3 separate regions of the Mus musculus genome follow, and regions 1 and 2 are each linked to region 3. The links are chromatin contacts, called in public Hi-C maps. All regions are on one chromosome and are shown on one strand. Each heading gives the region's core, a stretch centred on a gene start, on an enhancer-like site or on the middle of the called end of the contact. The rest is flanking DNA. Distances are from core to core; before and after follow the strand shown.

The links. Hi-C and Micro-C count contacts between places; a contact is called where the count stands out from the background.
Region 1: a contact with region 3 is called in a Hi-C map of cerebellum, with 2.2 times the contacts expected there. The contact joins two enhancer-like sites. A contact is called at or near these places in 2 of 484 Hi-C or Micro-C datasets (cerebellum and palatal mesenchyme).
Region 2: a contact with region 3 is called in a Hi-C map of cerebellum, with 4 times the contacts expected there. The contact joins two enhancer-like sites. A contact is called at or near these places in 4 of 484 Hi-C or Micro-C datasets (cerebellar granule neurons, cerebellum, cortical neurons and 1 more).

The regions. Positions count from the first base shown.
Region 1 is chr4:70,310,436-70,313,192 of GRCm38.p6, forward strand. All of the region lies in intron 14 of Cdk5rap2 (CDK5 regulatory subunit associated protein 2), which reads right to left. Among named protein-coding and RNA genes, the nearest start is that of Cdk5rap2, 99 kb to the right of the region's middle. Within about 2 kb of position 1,251, at least 59 of the 459 cell types and tissues checked have an H3K27ac peak or open chromatin away from gene starts, as enhancers often do. A contact at or near this core is called in cerebellum, where this site is marked.
Region 2 is chr4:70,354,890-70,357,793 of GRCm38.p6, forward strand. The region is part of intron 7 of Cdk5rap2 (CDK5 regulatory subunit associated protein 2); the gene reads right to left. Among named protein-coding and RNA genes, the nearest start is that of Cdk5rap2, 54 kb to the right of the region's middle. Within about 2 kb of position 1,387, at least 28 of the 459 cell types and tissues checked have an H3K27ac peak or open chromatin away from gene starts, as enhancers often do. A contact at or near this core is called in cerebellum, where this site is marked.
Region 3 is chr4:66,767,655-66,770,354 of GRCm38.p6, forward strand. No RefSeq gene overlaps it. Among named protein-coding and RNA genes, the nearest start is that of Tlr4, 59 kb to the right of the region's middle. Within about 2 kb of position 1,262, at least 26 of the 459 cell types and tissues checked have an H3K27ac peak or open chromatin away from gene starts, as enhancers often do. A contact at or near this core is called in cerebellum, where this site is marked.

The DNA of each region.
Region 1 (2,757 bases), core at 1-2,500, 3.5 Mb after region 3:
GATAAATACTCTATAAGTAGTCTCCCATTGACTCTAAATACAACTGTGTGTAGAGATGACACCCTTCCTCCAATTCTAGAAATGAAGACACAGGGAAGGTGATCAACGTCAGAATCATGAGGTAGGACATGGGCTCCTCAGCACATCCATACCTGTCTCAGGAGGTTAAAAGACGTAAGTGAATTAATCAATGCGTGGTGCCTGGCATGGGGTGGACACTGGGTGTCGCCCTATGTACCATGCTCTGGAGCTGTGCTGCACACTTGATAAAAACCCTGGACAGTTGTAATATATGGAGTTCTATATCCACCTGCTCAGTTATAATATATGGAGTTCTATATCCCCCTGCTCAGTTATAATATACGGAGTTCTATATCCACCTGCTCAGTTGTAATATACGGAGTTCTATATCCACCTGCTCAGTTGTAAGTGAGCCAGTCCACTTCACTGATAATCAGCAGTTAGGATATGGACTTGTATGTGATGTTAAAGTTAACCAAGGGTTAAAAAATAGAGCAAAAAATGGAATTCTAGTGTAGAGAATTTCAGTAGTACAGGCTCTAAGCCACAAGGACTGGCATGTCAAGGCCCCAATTTGCAAGCCAGCTCTCCCCTCCTCTTTTTCCTGGCAGCCCACCACACTCCTTAGCTTCTGTCTTCATTCTTTTTCTCTGCCTTCCATCTCTGGGATCTCAGACAATCCTCCCCATGTCTCAAAGTCCCTCAGAGACCCCAGAGATGGAGAGACACTGCTTATCACTCTCCAGTGACACTCCAGTGCACTTCATAGGCTCTTCTCTAGCTCAATCTCAAAAGGAGTCTTCTCTAGCCAAGAAAGATGCCCTCCTCTGGTCCTGAAGCACCCATTCACTTTCACCCAGAGCTTTCGTGCCAACCACCTGTTCAGTCTGAGCAATGCATATAGCAGTTATCCTAAACCAGGCCTGGTGTCTGGCACAAATCAAATCCTGCCATAAACACTCGCTGAACTGATGATTAAATAGGTAAGAGGGGAACACAGGGACTGATATGAATCTTAAGAGCAGAGATTCCTGTGGATATTTTGCATAATGGAAGTCAGAGTGAGTCAACGTCTTCCTAGAAGCAAATTGCTCACCCATGTTAAATAAATGAACTCTTCGGAGCCATTTGCGTCCCATTTCATCAATCACCTATTCCCCTGCGCTGGCTCATGCCCCATTAGAATGAAGTCATTTGGCTCCCTCAGCAGAGCTGACAGCCAGTAGATTTCCTTGGCACAGAAGAGAGCTAGGCTGCCTGGGGATGGTGGGCAGTGAGGCACCCTCCCCAACAGCATCTCCAATCACGGAACAGCTCAACAGGAGGTCTCTCAGCACAGACACTTGGCACTGCGCCTGGCACACACCTTCATGTGTGGCTCTGCAGTGCATCCTCCACAGTGCACAGATCACCCACTCACCACTATCAGAATGTGCTAGAAACATAACAGCAGTCCACAGGCAGACACTGCTCCTCTGTGAGCAAGGCCCTGAGCCCTTATTAAACCAGCACAACTGTCTCTTGAGCATTCTAAGATTTAGACAGAGACATCTCACACCCATTTAGGAATGGCGGTGTCTACACTAAGTCCAAGTCTTTTGTCCTCAAGTCAATGGCAGTCCCTCAGGTTTCCCACAGCCGTCCACATGGTACCTATGAGAACCTTCAGTTTGTTCCCAATCCAAGTCACTCTTCATAGCTGCTGAACTCAAACTATTCTACGCTATATTCCGGAGCATTCAACCCAGAGCAAACTTACAAGCATGTCTTTATTATCTCTAATCCTCTGAGAAGGACAGATTAGAATCTGCCTCAAAGACTAGGAAGGCACATTTTAGAGAGATCTGGTGACTTGACAAAGGCCAGAGATCTAAAGTAGCATGACTGACATCATGAACCCAACAAGGGGAGGGGCACTTTCTGCCATGGGTTTCAGAATGACTTCAAGAAAACACATGTCCAGTGCAGACCGCAATCTGAAGAGACAGCAGACCAGTAAAGAGAAGGCTTAATGCATCATTTCCTGCTAATCAGGGCAATTTGGTGACCCGGTAGATGGATGGGGCCCATTTCAGCAGCTGTGTCACAACCCTGCAACAAAGACATCTATTTTAATACTCACAAAATGCAGCCGCATATCCCAACCAGGTCAACAACAAAGTTAGAAATCACGCCTGTGGCAAGTCACATATAGCCAGAGAACTTCACACCCTCTTCTTCAGTTCCCTGATCACCTAAGCATTAATTCTCGGGATCACACATGCTTAGCAGGAACAGAAACACTACCATAGCCCTGAGCTCTTTGTAAAAATGGGCAGAGGATAAATCCTAAATCAACATGAAATGGCCAAGGGCATAGCAGAAGAAATCCACATTTTCTACAAGGAAAGAACAACCATTTGAAAAGCAAACTTTTCTTAAGGGAATAGAGAAGAGACAGTAAGGCTATAACAGCCAGGAGTTCTTAAATTGACACCCAAAAACGTATAACTCTCAAGTGTAATTTACAATTCCTTATCCGCAATTTGCAATTAGTCCTGCACAACAGAATTATGTCCTTTGCCAAATATTTCAGCATTGTGCACAATATTTTAAAAATTGCCAAGATGTGGATACTGCCACATGTCCATACAATGTCCTGGTACCCATGGTTATACGAGGGACAGATATTACTCAGCACAAAATAAATTAATTAATCAAATATTAAAATATTCAATTTTCATAAGATCATAAACA
Region 2 (2,904 bases), core at 137-2,636, 3.6 Mb after region 3:
AATTTAAATATTAATTCTGAGCTGCTCTCTTAGCTCAGTGGAGCAGGAGGAGGTAGGAAAGAGGGCCAGACATCTTCAAAGTAGATGTGTCCAATGAATACACATAAACAAAATTGCATTCTGCAGGTCAGAGAGCAAGGAACAGAATTGATGTGACATTAATGAGTCCTCTTGTCTCTAGCCTTGCCCAGGGATTTAGCTCAAGCTGCACCATCTCTGGTCAAAGACCTTCAGCATCTCCACGCCAGCAGCAGATTGCTAAGTTTAAGTAAGAAATCCCCTCTCCAAAAGAAATCTGTCCCTAAAGCCTAAGCAAACAACCAACCAAAAGCTGGTTTGGTGGGTATAGATTTAAAAAGCAGGACTCTCTCCATAGCTCACAAACAATGCTTAAAAACATACCACATCTCAAGCTAATGGTTGCACTTCGGGATAAGGCATCCAGGCTTCCAGCTCTTAAGTCATAACAGCTCCAGTTTCGTCTTGGGCCCTATCAGCCCACAGCAGCTCACAGAGAGCTCGCTCCAAAGCTCTCCTGTGCCCCTCCATGCCTTTGCATATGCTATCGCTACCTTCTGTCCAAACCCATTCCTATTCTCCCTGACAAGCACCAGAGCTCCTTAAATTGCATCTTCTATCTCTGAGTCTCAGAGAAGCTTTGCCACATACAACCATAATGTCTTGTAGAAAATGTGAACTTTTCCCTCTTCGGAACCAAATTTGATGTCCTTGGATCAACTGCTCTGTGACCAAGCTAAGTTATTCAATCTCTCTGAGCCTGTGTTTGGACAACTTAAAACAAAAGTGTACTTCTGACCTACAGCTGAACTCAACAAATGACAACTGCAATGCTGATTATATGTATGTGCACGTTTCGTGTACCTATGCAGATGTGTACAGAGGTCAGAGCTCAGGGTCCAGACATTTTCCCCAATGGTATCTGTACTTTATTTGGTTTTGCTGGGCTACCTGCCTGACTCACAAGCTCCAGGAACTCACTTGTCTCCGCCTTGAAATGCAGGGATGTACGTCATCACACTGAGCTTGTACCTGGGTGCTGGGACTCAGGTCCTCATGCATACACAGCAAGCGTTTTACTCACTAAGCCATCTCCCCAAATCAGCCCTGAATGTACTGTTTAAATCTTCAACACATAACATTCTTTCCGAGGACTCTACTCCAAAAAAAACTCTTCTGTGGCTAAGCCTAGAAAGCAACCCAGTTTTGTAGAAACACAGGTCTGGAGGTCTGGGAGAGTTGCCCTTGTAAAGCACCTAGCTTCCGTGCCGAAGGCCAGGAGGCAGACATGGGCAGCAAAAAACGCCTAGCAGTGCAGTGCATCAGAGCTCACCAGTAGGATCTGCAGAGCCTAGGAACCTGGAGGGAGGTGCAATACTGCCCTCTAGGGGTTCAGCTCTGATATAATCAATGGGAAAATGGAGAGCTAAGAGTCACCAAATGTACATTTAAAATGGAAAGATGGGGGTCAGAACCAGGACAACTAAAGGCTACTAAAGGCTCAGCCCATTACAGAGCAGCAGTCTTGAGCCAATAAGAAGGCACCACAGGTTGCCAACATTGCTAGGCTTTCAAGAAAAGTAATTATTCACTCTTCTGTGAAATTCAATGTTTTAAATGCCAGCAAGTAATTCAAACTTTTAAAAACTCTATTTAACTTGAAGATAATATAACTGTCGCTTATAGTCAACCTGTAGGGCTCCCCAACAAGATCACCTTCAGATGCAGAAGAGAAAAAGGCCTGCATGAAAAGGTGGTGGGAAGCCAGGAACACACTGGGAGAGAGTATGCAAGTGGGGCCCAGACCAGATTCAACAGCCTGACATGCCCAACAGCAGGTTACTCCGTGGCCAATCCAGATCCATTTCCTCTGGATGTAACTGACTAACCCTGCTGTCATGCCGGGCTAAACTTCTAACTTTGACTTAGATATGGGATATGGGAAATCGTCGAGAAGATTCAGTCCCTGGCTATTCACCAAACAGGCATCTCCTGAGGGAAAATAAAGGTGGCAGCTGCTTGCTGGTCTCTGGAAGTTTAGCTGGGACACTTTCATCTCTGCGACTGACATATTTGTAGAGCTGACAAGCCAACTTTTTATACTTGTCAAGCCAGGCCTGTGCAAATGCCAGGAAAATGCAGCCTGCAGCAGGATCTCACTTGACCATCTATAATCCATGGAGAAGCCACCACTTGGACCACTCACACCCATCCTCCCAAATGTCCTCTTCCCAAACAAATAAGAAACCAAAGCTTAAGCAACATACCCTGATGATCTATATGTGTAGCCTTTGTATACAAAGTACGAAAGCTTCCTTCCTTTGCATATACAAACCCTCTGCACGGGCAACTTCTAGGACTCCCCTAAAGCACTCTTACACAGTCTGGAAATTCATCTCTACCAAAACATTCTCTCCAGAACCAGAACCACTGTTGTCTCTGTAGTTCCAAATGCATGCCCAACCATGCTCAGCGCTGCTTACAGTGTAAATCTTCATTTCCTCCAATGCCAGCCTGAATCTAAAAACCCACTCACAGGTACCCACAGAACCCACAACTCCTGCCCTAACTGCAAACATCCTCATCCCACTCCTCGCTAGGATCACCTCCTTGTTGCTCATCTCCAAGCGGAGACAACTGTACCACCTCCCCTAAGCCACTCATTCACAAGCTGAAAGGGAGGTATCAGTCTGTGTTCCCCACTGTGCCCACTTCCCCTTCCATCACCACCTATTCAGCTGCATTCTTGGTCTAGGCCCTTCAGTCTTGGCTGTCATCACTTATCTGGACATCTGCTTCAGCATGAAAGCCCAGTGGCAATGCATCCCCAAAGCAAGCAAGGAACTGCTCTAAATTTAAATCTAATCATCTCATTTCTCCAAGCTC
Region 3 (2,700 bases), core at 12-2,511:
CTGATTTGAAATGTTTTCACTATATTGTCTTTTGTCCCTTCCAAATGCTACCATTTTGTTTATTTAAATATGTCTTCTCTTGGCTAATGTAACATCCTCCATTGGGAATTCTGTCTTAAAAGGTGACCCACAGCCTAGGTAACGTCACCAGCCCCTGATTTACATGTTTAAACAAATTATAGCATGTTTACCTGAGAGAAACCAAAATGTGATTCATAATTTGACTCCTGGGTATTTTCAATGCACATGTATTCTCTGACCATACTACTTTCTTAATAAAACATGCTTTGTTTACACTTCGTATCATGATGGACTTGCATACTTACTGAGTGCATATTCACGTTACGCATCTTAGTGTAAATGGGAATGATTGCAACGCTGATCTATCTTACTACTCAGGACCTCCAGAGTCACTAGCATAACAAGTCATAATAATACTAACTAGAATTCTCTGAAGAATTGAAAAGATGGAATGAGTGTATATTACAGAAATGATCTCTTTGAGTAGGTTATACTGTCTGGGCTATATGGTCTTAACAATGGCTGTTTGTGTGTCAGAGAGGCTAAGAACTCAGTAGCTACTCAGTCTATAAGCAGAATGAATCTGGTGATGTAGGGTTGGAGGATTCTTAGAGAGACGCTGTTTTTCAGCACATGTTGGGGGCTAATCAGACCTTAGATGCAATACAATATTCTCTTTATTCAACTAGGTAAAACCCAAAAGTGACTGTGTTTTACTCCAGGACACATAGTTCGGATTGGTAAAGCTATAGTTCTGATATAGATATGAAACATGGGAGACCCGGGAAGAGGTTACTCAGGCAGGAAAATCAGACTTGGTAAGGAAATAGTGAATATTTTTTTGTGCTTTTGCTGTCTTCAAAATACATTTTAAAAACTCACTGCTACTTAGAAGTACCATATGTTAGTCTAGGAGCATTATTTCCACATATTTTATAATTTCAGTAGGTGCTACAAGTGAAATAAATAAAATGAAAGGGATTTGGAAGTCAGAAAGGTTAACTGCATCTGGGTAAAGGACATGATTCTTCATCAGTATCTTTCTTAAAATAGAAGATAGAAGCATTCTACAAAAGGGTGCTATAAGGATTAAATATGTGATAAAAGCCCCTAAATATATTTGTCCTCCGTGCCATCACTAGGAACAGGGAAGATGCCATCCGTGATCTGTCAAGTCCTGTTCTCTCTTGTCAGTTTAAGCTTCAGTTTTCCTGAACGCTTAAGTGGGGTGCAGTGCCAGTTCTTCCCACATGATGGAGATGCAGGGCCACAAAAAGGGTTGAGAAGAATGTATTTATGAAGCATGCTTTAGGCGAACCAGAAAGTAAAGATTCTCCAGACCACAGGCCATAGTTACTTGAGGGGCCACAAGCAGATAACCTTAGATCAAACACAGGTGCTGTCATTCTGTAGCTCTGCTTGACTCAAAATTCTTCTCAAGGTGTAGCTGATGAAGCAATGAACATTCTAAATTATACTTACTTTAAACATGTAAGAGGATGTTTATGTTTCTGTCCTCCTGTGTCCCTGTTTTCTTTCTGTCTGGATTATGTCTATGCTTAAGAAACAGTTGCTTGAAGCTTGTTATCCAATGTGTTAGTTGGAGGGATAAATGTTTGGGTGCTGTTGTGTGCACCTGTAAGAAAAGGTGAAGAGTGGGAAGGGACACCAGTCCAATGCCCAGCCATACATGCCACCTCCTCAGTGTTCTGCTCAACTGTAAAATTTTTGAGGAGCCTTTGTGTCTGGGCAAACGAGAGATTGTATATGTATGCATTATGTGTGTAGTTATGCTAAACGTGTTATTTTATGTGCAGTAATGTGTGCATTGAGTATGTGCATGTGAGACTGGGTGTGCATAGTTGCATCTTGCCTATGATCATATGTCATTAAGCGGGCCTGGATGTCTGTATAGATTAAGCACATATAGAATTACTGTGTGCATGTGTGTTTGGATTATGCTCATGTGTGATTCTGACTCATGCTTCTGTGTGTTCTGTATGTATGAGCATGATTATACACATACACATATTTGATCATGTGTACATGAGTATTATGCACATTGGGTCAGCTCCTGTGATGCTGTATACATGTATGTGTCTCACTGTCCAGTTCCCATCCTCTTGCAAGAGATCACCTCAGTTTCTATCATAGTTCTATTGCTCCAAAACACAAACTATGTGGAACAGAAAGAGGTTAGGCTGAGAAATGATAAGTCTTCCAAGAAGAGAAAGAACGAGTGCAGGAGAATCCTTGCTTTGAGTGTGCCTGTGGTATGTGCATGAGGTGTTAAAAATACTATGGGAAGCAGTCCTAGAGGGGAGTGATGCTGATTAGATAGCCATCCTTCATCAGGAAATTTCTAAGCAAGAATCTACGTTCCATATCTGGAGAGGAAAACATAAGGTCCATGACCAGAAGATGGTGGTGCTGAAGAAGAGATGGTGTGTGTGTGTGTGTGTGTATGTGTGTGTGTGTGTGTGTGTGTGTGTGTGTGTGTGTGCATTTTTTTTTGTTTCTATGCGCATTCACGTAAGCATAAATTGTGCCCGTTTTCCATTTTATTTTACAAAGACAGAACTCAAATTTTAAGTCACAATTGATTTCCAGAAATCATTATTTCTAAACACTCCCAGTCAAATTCCCCATTCCTTTATATCTTTAGTATTTGGATGAAAT